2 separate regions of the Mus musculus genome follow, and region 1 is linked to region 2. The links are chromatin contacts, called in public Hi-C maps. All regions are on one chromosome and are shown on one strand. Each heading gives the region's core, a stretch centred on a gene start, on an enhancer-like site or on the middle of the called end of the contact. The rest is flanking DNA. Distances are from core to core; before and after follow the strand shown.

Region 1 (3,631 bases), core at 1,118-3,617, 460 kb before region 2:
TGGTCAGTCTGCCATCTCTTTTATCCACACCACTAGGGCAAGGTCTTCAGCACTGCCCAAACTAGGCAGCCTAACACAGCCATCGGCAGGAGGCAGGGTCAGCATTTCTCATCTCATGCCTTCCTACTGGCTCACTTGCACCTATGCCTCCAGGGCCAGCTCTACTCTCAAGGCACAGGGCCCTCTTCTCCAAGTGCTGCAAGAGGCTGGACCAGCTCTCCTGCTCTCACACCCTTGGGGCTGGCTTGCCTGTGCCTTTTCCATCCGGGTCAGATCCAATGTGTTGCCCAGTCAATATATATAGTCAATGGCTACAGCCATTATAGGGGCAAGGGTAGCTCTCCCACTCTCATGTCCTCGGTGCTAACTCAGGTGGTGAGGGGTGACTTGGGGTGGGCATCACCCTTGAACCCACACCACCTCAGGGCAGACAAATGAAGGGCCAGCTCTTCTGTGCTCTCACCCTCTGGCTTATCTCCATCCCCTCCACCATGGCCAGCTCTACCATGTTGCCCAAGGGAGATGCAGGGCCCGCTCTCCCAAGTCCTGCAGCTGGTGAGGGACAGGGCCAGCTCACCCAGTCTCATGACCCCAGGGCCAGGTCTCTGAACTGCGGCAAGTGACGAGGGATTCATTTTGTTTTGTTTTTACATTAGTTTGGCATGGTATCTACAATTGGTAGGTTCATGCCTGGTTGGATGCTTCATCATTCTCTCTACCAAGCTCTTCTCTGGAGAGAATCACAGTCTATGTGTATCTCAGTAGCTTGAAGATTAGGGGAAGCTCCCTGGGTCTGGTCATATGTGTGACTGAGCCCATAGGTCTCTGAAGAATTCTCTGTGGACAAGATGGCCCTGTCCACCCTGCCCATGGGCCAAACAGGGTACCTTGGCAGAATATTTAAAGCTGAGATCCAACCTGTACTCAATTCCAGTATTTACCTGCATTTGCAACCATGACGTTGTGTAAGAGGAGCACTGGCCTTGTCTGCTTGCAGGCCTCAGGTGACTCTAGACTGACAAGGGTCGGCTCTATCTCCTGGATCAGGAGAACAAGAGAGCCGAGAATAAGACAAAAGACACTCAACCCGCCTCTCTTAGTGCTGTGAGTGCAGATGACCCCTGGAGTTGAAGGCAGGCTACTAATCAATTCCCAGCATTCACTAAGACACTCTATTTGGCCCAAGGGCAGACTGGACAGGACCATCTGGGTAGACCTGGCTGCCTGTTCATGATGTTGTTGGCAACTGTTTGGAATTCGTTTTGTAGGTAAGTGGAACAATGTAGTTATCACAGGAGCTGGGGGTCTATCTTTATAAAAGAACTCTGCAGCAGAACCTCTTTGTACAATGAGGAGCCATCTTTCCTAAACAGACAGCTACCCTGATAGAACTGTATATGTATCATTTCTATATGAACAAACACATCACCTGGAGAGACACCCACATCCACACAAGTACACCTTAGCTTAGCAGTGGATTCATGCATGTAGAACAATCCATCAAGGTTGCTCTAGGCTGCCCTTGCAGAAATACTGGTTCCTCTAATCTTAACCTCTCTTGAGGCCTCTGCTTTCCGCAAGGGAGCAAAAGAAGAGATGGATAACCTGGCCTGCTTCTCTGCAGCCTTCCCCACAACACTTCTCATCCCCAACAAGTGGACCCAAGGCCACAGCACGCTATAGGGGGCCTGGGCTGCACAGTTTTTTTTTTAAGATTTATTTACTTATTATATGTAAGGACACTGTAGCTGTCTTCAGACACTCCAGAAGAAGGAGTCAGATCTCATTACAGATGGTTGTGAGCCACCATGTGGTTGCTTGGATTTGAACTCGGGACCTTCGGAAGAGCAGTCGGGTGCTCTTACCCACTGAACCATCTCACTGGGCTGCACAGTTTTGACTGTGATTCCATATCATGAAGATGGCATGCTACATTTTGGGCAACAGGTCCTCCCGCCCCCTCCCGACATCATGTGTTCTTCTGCATGGATTTGAAAGCAAATCTCCGCTGAGATGTCCAAACTTGTGTGTGGAAGTTCAAATGACTGATTGTATCTTCGGCTTAGAGAATGGATGGGGGTGGGGGCTGGGGGAATTTATTCACATTTTGCCAGGTGTAGGAAGGAGAAATGACAGTCCTCAGGGGCTTCCTGTGCTGGGTACAGTGGGGTTGATTTTACTCTTAGAAAACCAAGCCAGAAAGACATTAAGTGCACAGAGGCAGCTTTGTGGCCTGTTATCCAGAGAGACAGGATCAGGCCAAGGATGGCGTGGCCTCCACTAGCCACCTGCTCATCTCTCTGACCAGTTCCGGAATCTGAGGGTTCTAAAGCTTTTACAGATCTGGGCTGAGGCCGGAACCGCCTCTGAGCATTTTGTAATTTCCCTCAATTTCACAACTTCCCTGGTAAGTGTTCCTTCTCCAAACTCAGATATACCAAGTTCTTAGAAAATGAAGAATAGATGACTGAGCCCCTCCCGCCACCTTTGTCCTGAGTTCAACTGCCATGTTCAAAGGCTGGAAGGGTCTGGTGTGGAAGGAAGAACTCAGCCCTGAGTTCCCACAAACTGAGGATCTTTTCTTAGATCCTCCCCTACGTAGTTTCTGAACTTGAACAAGTATTACAGGCCCACCTATACATGGGGCAGAATGTATTGCCAAGATGCTGTGTGGGCTCCAGATCTGGGCCTAGGGTTTTTCTCACTGGTGGCCAGTGATGGCTGCCGAGGAGCTCACTTGAGGTGTTTAGGAACCATCATTAAAAATAAGGCTAGAAAAAAAAAATTTTTTTAATTAAATTAAATTAAAGTTACAACCAGCTCTAAATGTTTTGAGTCTGAAGGCTTGACCCAAGGTCTTGCCATCTCATTTCAAAGCCTTCTCTGGGGCCCTTGAGTTGCTCACTGCTTAAGCATTGTGTCTGACTCTCCTCCGCTGCTGAACTCATCCGGTGACTGACAGCTCTACAAGCCTCATACTAAAACCTCACCTCCTCCTTTAACTGCCAAACCTCTTTTACTGCAGACTTTAGAGTAGAAGCCACTCTGTTCTCTGTGTTGTTTTGTCACATCGGTGCCAAATCTTTGAAAGCTTTAAAGGCCTGGACAGAATTCTGGGATCTGCCTCTGGGTTCACACACACAAATTCTGCCAAGGCCAAGGATCTTGGCAGGAAGGAATCCCTCTCGTCTCTGGGCTTGTTCATGATCGATTATGTATGCCACGGCCTTGCTTGTCACATTTTACATGCCTCTGAGGCCTCAGTGGGTCCTCCATGAACTAACCCTCTTATCCCCACCGCAACACACAATAACTCACAGTTAGAGGGTCCAGATGGGAGGAGCGGGGCGAGCTGGGGACCATGAAGAACACTATTGACAGGACAGAGACTGGTGCCCCACACCAGCTGGTCCCACTTGGAATACTTTTTTCTACTCTGCTGTAGCTACTCACATAAAACGAATGGATTTGCTCTTACCCCCAAGTTCTCTAGGTGGGTTTTAGCTGCAGAGATGGAAATTTACACTCTCCGAGGGAGAGAAACTGTGAGATTGTAAAATGTCATTGCAGTGTTGGGTCCCGAGGTCAACCGTGTTCATTCACTGCAGTCGTGGGAACATTCTCACTTCTT
Region 2 (3,636 bases), core at 291-2,790:
CTGCATCTGGATCTGAAGGCCCCGAGGAGAAGACTAGCTCTTCTACATGGGGCAGAGCTTGAGCTGTAGGAGCCCTCAAAGCCCGCCTCCACAGTGACATACTTCCTCTGACATGGACACACCTCCTAATAGTAGCACTTCCCATGGGCCAAACATCTTCAAACCACCATAGTTGGTTAGTTAAATTATGTTACACATACATCATAAATGTTACCAGACACTAACACTGCTGCATACGTGAAATCTGAAGTATTGTCCTTACTGCCTCAGGGGCAAGAACTTATAAAACTTTAAACACACCAGTGCATAGAAAGAATGTGGCTTAGAAACGTGTCATTGCTTAGAAGCACAGGTGTAGCATCTATTTCCTTCCTTCTCTGTGCTTTTCTTATTTTCAAAAAACATCTACAGTGGGTATATACAGAAAGGATGCATTGCTTTTGCAATTGGGAAAAGAAACATAATGCATGTGGTTTTAAAATTGCTTCACTGAAGGGGGTGGGGATCCATCCCATATACAGTCACCAAACCCATACCCCTATAGTGGATACCAACAAGTGCTTGCTGTCAGGAGCCTGATATAGCTGTCTCCTGAGAGGCTCCACCAGTGCCTGACAAATATAGAGATGGATGCTCTCAGCCAACCATTGGATTGAGCACAGGGTCCCCAATGGTGGAGCTAGAGAAAGGAACCAAGGAGCTGAAGGGGTTTTCCCCATAGGAAGAACAACAATATGAACCAATCAGATTCCCCCAGAGCTCCCAGGGACCAAACCACCAACCAAAGAGAACACATGAAGGGACCTATGGCTCTAGCCGCATATGTAGCAGAGGATGGCCTGTGGAGCATCAATGGGAGAAGAGACCCTTGGTCCTGTGCCAGCTCAATGCCCCAGTGTAGGGGAATGCCAGGATCAGGAAGTGGGAGTGGGTGGGTTGGTGAGCAGGGGGAGGGGGAGGAAAGGATAAGGGTTTTTTGGAGGGGAAACAAGGAAATGGGATAACATTTGAAATGTAAATAAAGAAAAAATATATAAAAAAAATTGTTGGGGCTGGTGAGATGGCTCAGCGTGTAAAAGCACCCAACTGCTCTTCTGAAGGTCCTGAGTTCAAATCCCAGCAACCACATGGTGGCTCACAACCATCCATAAGGAGATCTGACTCCCTCTTCTGGAATGTCTGAAGACAGCTACAGTGTACCTACATATAATAAATAAATAAATCTTTAAAAAAAATTGTTTCACTGAGGAAATAACATGCCCTCCCTAGATAACACTCATGCTGAGTACTAGTGCCAGACATGAAAGCCAGAAGTTAAGAGGAGTGCCTCAAAGGTTAGGAGGATTGCTGGTGATAAGAGAGAAGCAGCAAAGATTATTGCCAGAACGGTTCCTATCTTAGCACACTATGTAATTTTTCAAGTTTCCTGCTCCCATACTAGACATGACATCACATTTGTCATCCCCTCAAAGGAGCTGCCAGTGGGGCACTCGTGCTTTGGATATGACTGACATACGGCCAAGGCTGGCAACTTCTCCATAAAAAGTCATGATGACTCAGTCAGTAAATGTCTGCTGTCCAAGCATGAGAACCTAACTTTAGATCCCCATCACCCATGCAGAAAGCTGCGGGTGGTGAATGCCCCTGTGATTCCAGCCCTGGAGAGGCAAGTAGATTTCTGGAGTTTACTGACCAGCCTGTCTACCAAATCAGTGATCTCCATATTCAGAGAAAGACCTAGTCTCCAGAAATAAGGTGGGACAAACGTGGGTGGCAGGACATAGAGAAATGAAGCTGGAACTTAACTGGAAGCCCCCTTTCTCCTGGCTAGCATGCCTCCTGCTGGCTAGAAGGTGCTAGAAGCTGCCAGAGGAGAAAAGTTGAAGCCATAATTCCAACCCGCCATGCCAAGTGCAATCCCTGGAACAATAGGGGCATGACTGTTACAGGAGTAAATGACAGATACCTGAATAGACTTAAGGCCAAAGAAGAGAATTCATGATTGGTACTTTAAACCTGTTTAGAAAGTCATGGCTAGAAGGTCATAGGCCCTGGGGTGGGGACGGGAGGACTCACTGCTGCTGTTTTCATAAGTTGACATCACATAATACTATCTTCTAAATATTTACATTTATATGCATAGATATATACCACCCTAAGCCTGGATCAGAGAAGCTTCTCTTTGCAGTGAAAGAGATACATGGCTGTTCTAGCTATGACTGATGAGCATGCAGCCCTAAATATTTATATCATGTATCCAGGCTCAGGGATTATCCAGAAGAGGTGGGAGAAAGAGTATAAGAGCCAAATGTTGGAGAGAAGAGCTACAAAACACTGTTTTCTGAGTGTGACAGAGAATTCATGAACGCACCGCAGCAGAGATCCCCTGCACTGGGCCTGAACAAAGCTGGGTTTTTTAGCAGTCATCCATGGATGGGAAGGACTCAGAGGGTCTCCCCCTCCCTGGGGAAACTATTGGCTGTTGATGGGTGTTGGGGAAGAAGAAATCATGGCCTTCAGTTGTATACCTTCTGGGCTCTAAAGGATAGTTCTGCAACCACAGTTTTACAGGTAGCCTTGCTTAAACTCAGTGGGTCACAAAACAAAACAAAAGATACAAAGGTAGAAAAGGGGTTTGTAGGAAAGAGGCAGAATGGACAGTAATGGACGGGAGACAGAAGACAGCAAGGGTAAGAATAATTAGATGTATCATAGCCATCAAAAGTGTCAAAAGGAAATTTAACTCATTAACAAAAGGTGATTGAGGAAGGCAGCCAACATCAACCACTGGCTTCTACATGCACACACACGAACAAGCACACACACTCCAAAATCCTTTAATTGTCTGAAGTAAAATAACGCACAGAAAGGTGAAAGGGGACAAGTTTTATGAATCAATCTCAAGTTCTAAGAATGAGAGAAAATAGATACACAGGACACCCACTCACTCCCCTCAGTCCATTAGTCCATCTGTCCACCTGTCTATCAAGTGGTCACTGCTTAGTCCTTAGCCACTTTGCATGCTGCACACCCTAGTCAGCCTTAGGACAGAGGGACCTAGTGAAGAACTCAGCCCCAGCTCTAGCTGCCACTCAGTCCAGTCTCCGCTTCTCCTTTGCAAAAGAGCATTCATGAAAACCTTTCATGAGAATAGCAGACACTGTGGAGGGTCTGCTGCATTCCTAGCCGTGTGCTGAGGCTCTGTCTCTGTGGATACAATCCCAGGCACATGTGGGTACCTGGGAGAGCCTACCACAGACAGTTCTGCACAGCACTGATTCATCCTTCTCTCCAGTCTAAGTCCAGTTTTTCCTCATCGATTCTGTCCTCCTATGCTCCCTCATTTAGACTCATGCCTTTTCTGGTGTCCTTGGTTGTGCCACACCCCACCTTCACCCCGTGTGCAGGTGGCAATGCCTCTGATACAATAAGAAGTACACACTTAGCATGCTTTTCCCCCTGGTCCTGGCACAGAGTTCTTAGAGTAATGAGACAAGTGGATATTGGGTCTCTACCTCCAGCACATGTCTCCTAAAACCTGTGATTTCCTGAACAGTGGGGTGCTTGGAACACACTTTGTCCTAATATTTGGTCTCTGACACTAGTTCTTGATGCAAATATCCTAAATCCCATGGG

What was found. A called contact is a pair of places that touch in the nucleus more often than the background predicts.
Region 1: a Hi-C map of bone marrow-derived macrophages shows a contact between it and region 2, with 26 read pairs. The contact joins two enhancer-like sites. A contact is called at or near these places in 1 of 484 Hi-C or Micro-C datasets (bone marrow-derived macrophages) and 1 of 115 datasets of contacts at active chromatin or transcription factors (bone marrow-derived macrophages).

What each region holds. Positions count from the first base shown.
Region 1 is chr2:128,444,352-128,447,982 of GRCm38.p6, reverse strand. All of the region lies in intron 1 of Gm36154 (a long non-coding RNA gene), which reads left to right. The region is part of intron 3 of Gm29010 (a long non-coding RNA gene); the gene reads right to left. Among named protein-coding and RNA genes, the nearest start is that of Gm29010, 12 kb to the right of the region's middle. Within about 2 kb of position 2,367, at least 53 of the 459 cell types and tissues checked have an H3K27ac peak or open chromatin away from gene starts, as enhancers often do. A contact at or near this core is called in bone marrow-derived macrophages, where this site is marked.
Region 2 is chr2:127,981,370-127,985,005 of GRCm38.p6, reverse strand. All of the region lies in intron 11 of Acoxl (acyl-Coenzyme A oxidase-like), which reads right to left. Among named protein-coding and RNA genes, the nearest start is that of Acoxl, 130 kb to the right of the region's middle. Within about 2 kb of position 1,540, at least 2 of the 459 cell types and tissues checked have an H3K27ac peak or open chromatin away from gene starts, as enhancers often do. A contact at or near this core is called in bone marrow-derived macrophages, where this site is marked.